Regions from separate parts of the Sus scrofa genome. Here region 1 is linked to region 2. The links are chromatin contacts, called in public promoter capture Hi-C maps. All regions are on one chromosome and are shown on one strand. The core of a region is the stretch at or near the end of the contact, and the rest is flanking DNA. Distances in the headings are between cores, read along the strand shown.

What was found. Promoter capture Hi-C pulls out the DNA fragments that hold promoters and counts their contacts.
Region 1: a promoter capture Hi-C map of fetal liver shows a contact between it and region 2, with 5 times the contacts expected there. The contact joins the promoter of OTUD3 here to the enhancer-like site in region 2. A contact is called at or near these places in 3 of 5 promoter capture datasets (fetal liver, fetal skeletal muscle and liver), 10 of 47 Hi-C or Micro-C datasets (blood, embryonic fibroblasts, epiblast stem cells and 6 more) and 1 of 2 datasets of contacts at active chromatin or transcription factors (skeletal muscle).

Annotation. Positions count from the first base shown.
Region 1 is chr6:78,240,205-78,245,691 of Sscrofa11.1, forward strand. OTUD3 (OTU domain-containing protein 3) reads left to right here and starts at 1,400. Exons shown (of 7, transcript XM_021095472.1): 1 at 1,400-1,772. The coding sequence starts at 1,552.
Region 2 is chr6:78,113,015-78,118,442 of Sscrofa11.1, forward strand. All of the region lies in intron 14 of TMCO4 (transmembrane and coiled-coil domain-containing protein 4), which reads right to left. Among named protein-coding and RNA genes, the nearest start is that of HTR6, 38 kb to the left of the region's middle. Within about 2 kb of position 1,802, at least 7 of the 83 cell types and tissues checked have an H3K27ac peak or open chromatin away from gene starts, as enhancers often do. A contact at or near this core is called in fetal liver, where this site is marked.

The sequences.
Region 1 (5,487 bases), core at 150-2,649, 130 kb after region 2:
TGATGAGTTTCTGTGATTCTCAAAGTTATCAAACAGTGACCTCCTTTCCGGAGTGAAGGATGCTTCATCAAGCAGTTAACGGCTTCCATTAGTTGGGGCTTTTTTTTTTTTTTTTTTTCTTTTGTCTTTTTAGGGCCACACACATGGCATATGGAAGTTCCCAGTCTAGGGGTCCAATCTGAGCTACAGCTGCTCCTAAGCCACAGCCACAGCAACACAGAACACCAGTGGTGTCTGCGACCTACACCACAGCTCATGGCAACACTGAATCCTTAACCCAGTGAGCGAGGCCAGGGATCAAACCTGGGTCCTCATGGATACTAGTCAGGTTCATTAACTGCTGAGCCACGATGGGAACTCCCAGTTGTTTTTAGTTCAGTGGGATAACTCAAAGATATTGTTATGTATATTCCCTGAAGAGGAACCAGGATCCTGCCCCAAGGCTGCACTATTGTTTCTTTTTTCTTTCTTTTTCTCTCTCTTTTTTTTTTTTTTTTTGCTTTTTAGGGCCGCACCCGCGACATATGGAGGTGCCCAGGTTAGGGGTCTAATCAGAGCTACAGCTGCTGGCCTGCGCCAGAGCCACAGCAATGCAGGATCCGAGCCGTGCCTACCACCTACACCACAGCTCATGGCAACACGGATCCCCAACCCACTGAGCAAGGCCAGGGATTGAACCCACAACCTCATGGTTCCTAGCCTGGTGTTATAGTGAGCTGTGGTGTAGGTCACAGACTCGGCTCGGATCCCACATTGCTGTGGCTGTGGTGTAAGCTGGCAGCTACAGCTCCGTTTCAATCCCTAGCCTGGGAGCTTCCACATTCCTCCAGTGCAGCCCTAAAAAGACCAAAAAAAAAAAAAAAAAAAAAAAAAAAGAAAAGAAAGAGGGACCAGGACAAAGGAGAAGAGGGTATTATGCAGGAGAGAGGGGATTACTGACGGAGTTAGCTTCCAGGGTAGGTGGATGTCGTTTAGGGTCACCCATCAACCCTGGTTTGCTTGGGGCTGTCTCTGCTCTAAAACTGAAAGTCCTGCGTCCCTGGAAGACTCTTAATCCGGGCAAACCTAGATTGGTCACTTCAGAGTGGAATCAAAATTACAGAGGAGACAGTGTTCTGGACAAGGGCTACCTCTCCCTGCGTTATGAGCGAAGGTAGAGAGGTAGAGAGGGACAGGATTAAATAAAGTCCACGGGCTTTAAAGCAGTGATCGATCTCCTTGACCTTTTCCTGTTGCGCTCTCTTTTGGGTCCAACTGGCTCCTCACTTGGAGTACCACCCACCGCTAGGGGGAGGAGCGGAGCAAACAAAGACGGGTGCCCCTCTAGCTCTCTCAGGAGTGCTCTCTATGGCTCCTGTTCTCCTAGCCGGGGCGGGGGTGGGGGGCGTTCTGTCACGTGACCAGGTACCCAGAGCCGGCGCAGGCGCGGTCGCCGCGTCCCCGTCGCCGGGCTCTGTCGCCCGCGCCGCTTCGGGTTTTAGGCACTTGAGGCGGCTGCCTGACGGTCCTGCGGCTTTTCCTCTTACCGCTGCGGGCCGCAGGGCCAAGGCCATGTCCCGGAAGCAGGCGGCGAAGAGCCGGCCGGGCAGCGGCAGCCGGAAAGCCGAGGCCGAGCGCAAGCGGGACGAGCGCGCGGCGCGCCGGGCCCTAGCCAAGGAGCGGCGGAACCGGCCGGAGTCCGGCGGCGGCGGCGGCTGCGAAGAGGAGTTCGTTAGCTTCGCCAACCAACTGCAGGCCCTGGGGCTGAAGCTGCGGGAGGTGCCGGGGGACGGGTGAGGCGGGCCCGGGAGCGCGTAGGGGCGGTGGGGCGCTGCGCTTGGCGACTGTCGCGGGTTCTCGCCTGCCCATTCATCGGGCGGCCCAGAACGCCAGCCCCTTCCCAGTGCTGGGGGGTCCAGCAGCGAGCGAGGCGGCCAGGCTCCTCCCCTTGAGATGCTCGAGTAATCCCCAATTGCCTTGATAGTGGCAAAGGCCCCAAGCAAACAGTAAAGGGGTCCGGAGAGCCCCGTTAGATCGATGTCCAGGAAGGCTCCCCTGAAAGGTGACATTTAAGCTGAGATCTGAAGGAATGAGATGGAGCCAGTCAGTCGAAGAGCTGTCATAATGACGATCTTTTAGAAAGCGGTGCAAGCCCCGGTTGGTATAACGCTTGGCCTCCTTTGAGTTCTTATTACTGTTGGGTATTGCCCTCCTTTTACACTTGGGAAATGAGGTCTGTGAGGGCCTCTTGTTTACTGAGCTGAAAGCAGCTTCTCTAATTCTTACCTTCGTGGGCTTCAGTTTTTCCTCTGTAGGCAACCACACTTCCCCAAGCTTGCTTGGGCTTTAGACTGGAATCCAGTTTATTTAGAGAATATGGGATGAATAAATGGGATGGGAGGAAGGGAATGAGGGAGGGAAGGAAAAATGGCCTCAGAAAAGGGGATGTGGACCCAGGAGCATGGAGGGCAAAAGGAAAAGTGTAGGGGAGATAAATTAGCATCCCAGTGTAGGGATAGATAAAAGGAGTCTGGTTGCCAGAGTTTGTCACTCTGGAAGAGACAGAATTAACAGCCCAGCTGTCATTTGGGGGCTCAGATAGGGCAGAGGGAAGAATAAAATGAAGCTGAAGACCATGCAGAATTGCCTTAGCTGTTAGGCATGGACGTGGGGGAAGAAAGTATTTCTGGATTTCACCTTATATTGCAAGTATTTTCTGGCTTTCACCTTATGCTAATCAAAACTGTTTATAACTGTTTATAATTGTTACTGGCTGTAGGTTACCTTTTCCACTTTTCCTACGTATGCACAGTGCTTCAGGCAGGTTGGATTTAGAGCTTGATTGCAGTTTATTCACCACCACCTGGCACAGTGTCTGATACTCAGAAGGCATTCATAGCATTTTTTTTTTTTAAATGGCTGCACCCACAGCATATGGAAGTTCCTGGGCCAGGGCTGAATCTGAGCTGCAGCTGTAGATCCCTTCACTCACTGAGCTGGGCCAGGGATGGGACCCATGCCTCCGCAGCGACTTGAGCCACTAAGTCGTATTCTTTACCCAGTGCACCACAGCGGGAACTCCAGAAGGTATTCAGTGCATTTTTGTTGAATGAATGAATGACAGAAATATCATAAAGGAAGGCCAGCTAGACCCTCAGCAGGGTCCCTCAAAGGAGTGTTTTCTTTTTTTTTTTCTTTTTTTGTCTTTTTTTGCCATTTCTTGGGCCACTCCCGTGGCATATGGAGGTTCCCACGCTAATCGGAGCTGTAGCCACCGGCCTACGCTGGAGCCACAGCAACGCAGGATCCCAGCCATGTCTGCGACCTATACCACAGCTCACGGCAACGCCGGATTGTCAACCCACTGAGCAAGGGCAGGGACCGAACCCACAACCTCATGGTTCCTAGTCGGATTCGTTAACCACTGCGCCACGACGGGAACTCCAGGAGTGTTTTCTTAGTGGGGTTGCTACAGTTAAGAGCTTGCTTTACTGGGTCTTTTATCCTAGTACGGTGATTTTGTCAGATACAATTTATTAAATATTCAAGGCTTTCCTTAATCCTAAGCAAACTCACAAGCCCAAGACCTTGCTATATAAACTAGAATACCAGTTGAATACTTCACAGTGGGGTTGAAGTGAGGTCTGGTGGGGTGGGATTGAATTGCTTGTATCTGCTGTACCTGGTGTGGTAGTCCCACTGTCAGGATGTCCAGGAAACTGAAGTACCCTCCAGAAGGTTGCTTGTGAGCAGGAATTGCAGCAGAAGGAGTTTTCCTAATGCTGTGGGAAATTTAAATTAAAAAAAATTATTATTATTTTTTTTTAGGGCCACACCTGCAGCATATGGAGGTTCCCAGGCTAGGGGTCGAATCAGAGGTGTAGCCGCCGGCCTATGCCATGGCAACACAGATCTGAGCTGAGTCTGTGATCTGCACACAGCTCACAGCAACGCTGGATCCTTAATCCATTGAGCGAGGCCAGGGATCGAACCTGCGTCCTCATGGATACTAGTCTTCTGCTGAGACATGATGGAAACTCCAAGAGCATACTTCTTTAGTGCAGCAAACATTGGCTGAGCTCAGTGCTGGGAGTACATCCTAGTAAGAGAAAAGCATAACAGCAGGTCTCGAACATTTTGGTCTTAGGACCCCTTTACAGTCTTAAAAATTACTGAGGACTCCAAAGAGCTTTTGTTTATGTGGGTTTTAGTTATAGTTGTCACTCTACTATACTAGAAAGTAGAACAGAAATTAAAACACAATACGCAAACACATTCTGTTACCTTCAGAGTGATCGCGTCATGTATCATATATCAGTTGTCTCTGGAAACCTCCACTGTACACTTGTGAGAGAATGAGAGGGAAAAAGATAAGTAGCATCTTTGTTTTGGACTCATGGATACCTTGAAAGGGTCTCAGAGACCCTGGCCCTTCCCAAACTGGGCCACACTTTGAGAATGGATGATATAAATAATTAACATACAGGTTGATATACTCTTCCCAGTGCCTGGTAAAGCGGTACTGTTGACAAGGAAGTGGCTAACACTTCTGACGGGGTCGGGGAAACCTCATTCATTCAGCAAATGTTCATGAACACCTGCCCTGTGCCTCTCAAAGGAGGTCATACTCAGACTGGGTTATGAAGGTCAGTAAAAATATAGCAAGAGAACATTGCAGGTTGAGGAGTAGTAAAGGTAAAGGCACAGGAGCACATTATGTTTGTGAGACCTGCAAGTTAGGATGACAGGAGTACAGAGTTCAAGGGTAGAATCAGTGGCCGTGAGACGGCAGGGGTCAGAGGCGCAATGCACATGTCTCACTGCCGAGTCCCTGTTCTTTGGGCCAGTGTTGGATAAGGTGATGATAATCCCTCTTTTGTGGGCTCCACGAAGCTAACCCCATTCTGTTCGCAAACTCTGCCCATGGGTGCCGTGAAATGGTGCCCTCTTTAGTGGTGTGGCATTTTTGGATGTGGTGATGACAGGCATTATCACTGCAGTGGATGCTATTTCCTGTGTATGTTCCACGTTAGTAGGTACCCACACATTCTCTTATTGCTTAATATTTATTGAGCACTCTTGGTGAAATAGAAAGTTATGGTCATTAAAAGTCTCTACTCTTCCCATCTTTCCGTTCTGGTCTGATTGCAGTACTGAGTAGCTTGAGATAACATCGCACTATCTAGGCATATTCGTTGTTGGGCACTTCTGGAACCTTGGGACTAAATTAGCTGATATTCTCTAATGTAGCCTTTACGTGAGTGGACTCAGTATAGCGTAGCTTAATCAGGGAGTTTCTTATGGGGTTTGTAATGCATCATGAGCCACCTTCATATTTGTTGTGTTGTCTTGAGGGTTGACTCAGATAAATTGGATTCAGTTTCAGAACAGGAGCTGTTTTAACCTTGATGTTGTCCTTAAAAACATGATTGGCTGTAGTGTGAAAAGAATCACTAATCGATGAGGCAGTATAATATTAACATCTCTGACTCTATCCAGTTGTATCTC
Region 2 (5,428 bases), core at 552-3,051:
GACAAACTCCGCCATCTCCCTGCATGAAGAGCCCCGTCAAAGGTGGAGCCCCAGACTGTGAAGCAGTCCGGATCTGGCAGCAGCCTGCATCTCTGAATGTCCCTCTGAGCATGAATGTGCGTCCATAGAGCTCCTGAGCCCAGGTTCCTGGTGGGATAACTGGAGACACATCATGGATGTGGTCACTGCTCTTCCTCTTCTCTGCCAATGACACTCTCCACGTGGGTTTGCTACACGGCAGGGGCCTCCCAGGGACCTCTGGGAGGCGGTGGCATTTTCAAGGACAATCCCATCCAAGTTCCCTTCCATCTTTTAGAAAATTGTGCCATAGGAGCCTGATCTTTTCAGTTTGGGTCATTAAGAAAAAAGGTGACATCACTAATGGGATCCAATTTTTCTTTCTTTTCTTACAAGAAATTCTTTTTCAGACCATTTCCTCCTGATTTTCATCTGGGAAAAGCAAGTTCACTGAAATAACCGCACACTCTAGGCAGCTGCTACCAGAAAGTCCAGCCATGCTTCGGAGGGCAGAGCTTCTGCTCTGATGCGAACAGGGGTCGGAAGGGGCCCTGCATTACCTGGCCATGGGAGCCGGGCCAGACCACGCCTCTCCATTTCCTCATCTGGAAAATGGCCCAAGAATTGCTGACCTGCAGGGCTGCTGAGAAGGTTCCGTGGGATGATGCCTGGAAACACCCCGTTCCAGCAGGTAATTAGTAAATATTTCTTCCTCCCCCTCTTTGTGTCTTTGACGCATAATAAATGCAAACAAAAAGGATGTAGCTGGTGATGTGGAAATTTCTCAGGAAGCGGGAGCAGCTGCTCAGTTCTGATAAGTCCTCAATGAAAGGCAGCAAAGGCAGCAGGTGGAAGCACTTGCTGGAAACCCACTCCATGCTGGGCTTGCGAAATGTGTGCCCAGAAAGTCACCGCAAGGTGGTGCTGTGGTGACCCCAAATGCTCCAGGGCCTTCCTGGAAGGCCACCTTCCAGGAAGGGGTGGGCTCACCACACCTCCGAGCACCCGCTGCTCCCTGGGGTCCCTGAGGGAAGCCCTGACCCTGCCTTTTACTAGCCATACAGCCTGGACAAGCCGGGGAAACACTTGCTGTAAAATTAATGGGTCCAGGACCCTTGTGGGGCAGGGAGGCCTCAGGCCCATGCAGGTTGGCTGTGATGATCAAAGAGACACTTCCTGGGAAGGGCCTGGCAGGAAGGGCACTCCATCAACTGGCTTCACTGGGTGCAGTTCAACCAACCCTGTCGTCTGGCGTCCAAGGCTGGGCTGAACTGGGGACTGGAGACCCTGGCCTCTGGGAAGCGAATGAGAGCTAAGACAGACCTCCAGGACCAGCAGAGGTTGGGGGGGGGGGTTGCACAGCTGCAGGCAGGGTGCTGGGGGTGGAGCAGGGAACATGCTCAGAAGGGCGTCCCTTTCCATCCTAGATCCTGGCAGGTGCCGATGGGGTCTGGCTGACCTCTGCCCCCTCTGTGCCCTGCACAGGTCCTGGCACATGGCAGGTCCTCAGCAGACATCTGAGCGATGGCTAGATGGTCAGATCGATGGATAAATAAATACCCCAAGTGAAAACACTGACACGAAAGACTCAAGTCAGAGCCAAGTCTCTGCTTTCTGCTCGGCAGGTCAAGCCCTGAGTTCTGTCTGGACCCTGTCCCATTTCTCCCATCTTACTTCTCCCGAGTTCCCAGCAGAAACCTCGGCTCAGGTTGCCTGCATGCTCCCCCCCCGCACCCAACAGTTCACCTTCCTCTTTGGATCTTTGTTGTTGCCAGCTCCTGGCTCTAAGGCCTCCTGTTTTCCTCACAGCCTCTCAAGGCTTATCTGTTCCTTAACGCCCGCTGCCTCTTCCTTGAAGCCTGCCCTGCCCCCTGGAGGGAAAAGCTCCCTCCTCTGAACTGCTTAATGTCTAGGCCCTTGCAGTGAAGCATTTGACACTGTTCTCTACCTGTATTAAGGTTGGTAGCCATTCTCTTACCTAGATTATAGGCAATTCGAGGGCAGCAAGCTTATCATAAGAGGCAGCATAAAAGAAGGGTCAGTGGGAAGTGGTTCAGAGTCAGATGCACCTGGACAAGAATCCCAGATTTGCTCATTCCTGGCTATGTGTGCCCTTGAACAAATCATATAATCTCCCTGAGCATCTGGTTCTCCCTCTGTAAACGTGGAAAATGCAGCACCTGCTTCCAGGTGTCATAATGCCACACCTCCCAAGGTGACTGGGAAGACTGAGGTGGATTCTGGTCCAAACTGGCACATAGGAGGTGCTCAATAAACAGCTCCACCCCCCCCACCCCCATTGCCACCTTGGAAGGATGGCTTCTTATTCTGGAGATGAGCAGCTATTCTCCCTTAAACTTCTGCAGAGAAATATGGCAGGATGAATTAAAACCACGTTTTCCACCACTCTCTAAGGCATGAGCCAGGTTCGACAACAGTCCCCTGGAGCCTCAATCTCCAGCAACTGCTAAATGAGAGAATGTAAAATCACCCAAATGAAAACCCAACTTGGGACTTGTCGCCCAATTAACATTCTTCCAAGTCCCAGGTGCTCAAAGCCAAAGAAATCATTATCTCCAGCCTGGGTGTCCTGCTGACACCCCTGCCACCACCTTCCTGACAATTAGGCAGCACCCTGGAAAGGTCATTCCCAGCCACGAGGCCGTGCCCACGGCTCCTGGTAGGTAACTTGTCTAGCTGAGCAAAGGCTGAGCTGTTTGAGGCTCGGATGGCTAATTAAGCCTGAGCTTGAGCACTTAACTCCTGAAAGGAGAGGGCACAACCCTCAGAAAGTGAGTCAGGCTCAAATGGAAGGCCTCGTTACCTGTGGTGCTGGCATCTCCAGGTCCCCTCAGGGAAGTGAGAGGCTGTTTTTGTTTTGATTGCTAGGACGTGGGTGGCTAAATTCACGGCTCAGTTATAGCAACTGGGTAATAAGGGAAAATACGATAATGACAGTGACAGTGACAAAGACAGCGGTTGATAAATGCCTACTATTCACCAGCCTTCTGCTAAGTGCCTTCCACACAGTTCCCTACTTAATGCTTTCAATCATCCACTGAAGAAGGTATTACTAGACCCATTTCGCACATGAGGAGACTGAGGCACAGGGACTTCGGTACATGTGCTCAGCTAGTAAGTGACAGAGCTGGGATTCAGGTCCAGGCCTGGCTGCAGGGTCCACTCTCCTTCACTGGGGCTTCCCAAATGGTTCATGCCTTCTGTGTGGTCCTGATGTTTGATATTTATCTGTATTTCCTGAGAAGTCCTGCAAACGGGCTTTGCCTAAATAAATAAATGCATGTCTGGGTAAATGAGTGAACCAAAGAAGGAAGAAATAAAGGATAAAGAACCATTGGAGTTCCTGTTGTGGCTCAGTGGTTAACAAATCCTAGTAGCATCCATGAGGACGTGGGTTCGATCCCTGGCCTTGCTTAGTGGGTTAAGGATCCAGTGTTGCTGTGCCTCTGGTGTAGGCCAGTGGCTATAGCTATGAACCTCCATATGCCAAGGGTGTGGCCCTAAAAAGCAAAAAAAAAAAAAAAAAAAAAGAATGTATTAAAGACCTGAAAGGTCAGAGTTCACAAGGGCACATTTGTGCTGGGGTGGCAAGGACCGGGGGCCTCCAACTCAGATGCTGTCACTGAAACACATAGTGGGGGAACACAGGACCCACAGGGCAGGAATGTTCTAATCTTCTGTTCTGCCAACCAGGCCTGGCAATGTTCTAAAAGACAACGGTTTTGGTCACATTGGCCAAGCAGGCATGATGGTCACAGACATCTGAGATACAAGGAAAAAACCCCAACAGTTTCCATCACAAGAAGGCTGTGAACTGAGAAGGCTTATTAATACGTAAATTAAGGAGAGCTGGGGTGCTTTCTCCCCCTGCTGGAATCCCCAAACCCCACAGGGGTGTGCCCTCCCTGCAGAGGGTCTAGATTTCTCTAGCACAGGACCTGTGTTTTTTGTTTGTTTGTTTGCTTTTTAGGGCCACACCTGCAGCATATGGAGGTTCCCAGGCCAGGGGTCGAATTGGAGTGGAGCTGCCCACCTAGGCCACAGCCACACCCCAGCTCACGGCAACGTCAGATCCTTGACCCACTGAGAGAGGCCAGGGACCAAACCCCCATCCTCATGGATACCAGTCGGGTTGGTAACTTGCTGAGCCACAAGGGGAACTCCTGACAGGACCTGTTTATACAAAATTCTGAGGGAGGGGGAGGTCAAGGGGGCGGGGGCTGAGAGGGGTTCTGGAGAGGGGATCTGTCCGTGAGACTGGGAGGGACTCCCATGGCCATCAGGGCTCACGTGGCCAGGGAAAGAAGGATGCCCTCCCCCTCTGTGGAGAGAAGCTTAGGCAGATACTTTACTTCCCCACAAGCTCTTGACAGTGAGCAGGGACAGCAACTGCATCTCCTTGAAAGTGACAATTACTGATGGCCTGAAATCAGCATTCCGTTCCCAACACCATCTCTTGTGAATCTGCTTCATGGGACTCTGATCGGCTCTGGCTTCAAAATGGGTAAAATCATGTTTCTGAAAAGCCTAGGAGCAGACCTGGGCCACCCAGGCACTGAAGCCCTGGGGGCTCTGCTGAGGGGCTAGGGGCCTCCCTGGAAATATGTGAACATAAGCATCCTTAACTGACTCTCTGAGCAGGGCCTGATGTCACACAGCCCATGAGCCACCGACTCTCAGATCAAATCCATCCGTTCCTAAGTCCCTAACCACCCTGGGCAGAGTAGTAAGTCTCCTGTCCCTGGAAGCAAGTAAGCAGGTGCCAGGAGAGGCGGCTAATGGAGGATGTCAAGGCGATGCTGGGTGTGTAAAGGTCTGCACCAGGTGATTCCACGTGTCCATCGGAACCCTCAGTCTAGGAATCCACAATGTCCCGTGTTTATGGGACAAAAGATGAACTTTCTGATCCCAAGGTGATGTCTCAGGAGCGCCTCTGATCATCACACTGGGATTATACTGAGTGTTAATACCCTTTACAACTGTCTCATGTTTTCAAGACTGTAAGCCACTGCCGAACAATGATCTTAGCCAGTCAGACACCAAGCACGTCTTAACCCGGTGTGCCACACAGGAACCCCCAAACCAAACCCTATTAGTTTAGATTAAAGCAGCAAATGAATCCCATGTTTTGCTCCATTCCTCTCCTGGGAGCTGCCGATCTGAAGATGTTAGTCTTAGTAAGCTCAAAGGCAGTGAACACCACAGCCCTGGAAAATCCATCCAGAAAAGCTGACGGAGAGAGGGAGAAAGGGCCTCCCATGTCATGCCAAGCACCGTGTGGTCACCTGCACTGGACTGAGAGGCCAGCTGTGCGGCCAGACCGGCTGGAGTTGGGTGCCGGGCCCTCCATACATACATCTTCTCTGCCAAGTCCCAGGCCAGGTGCTGC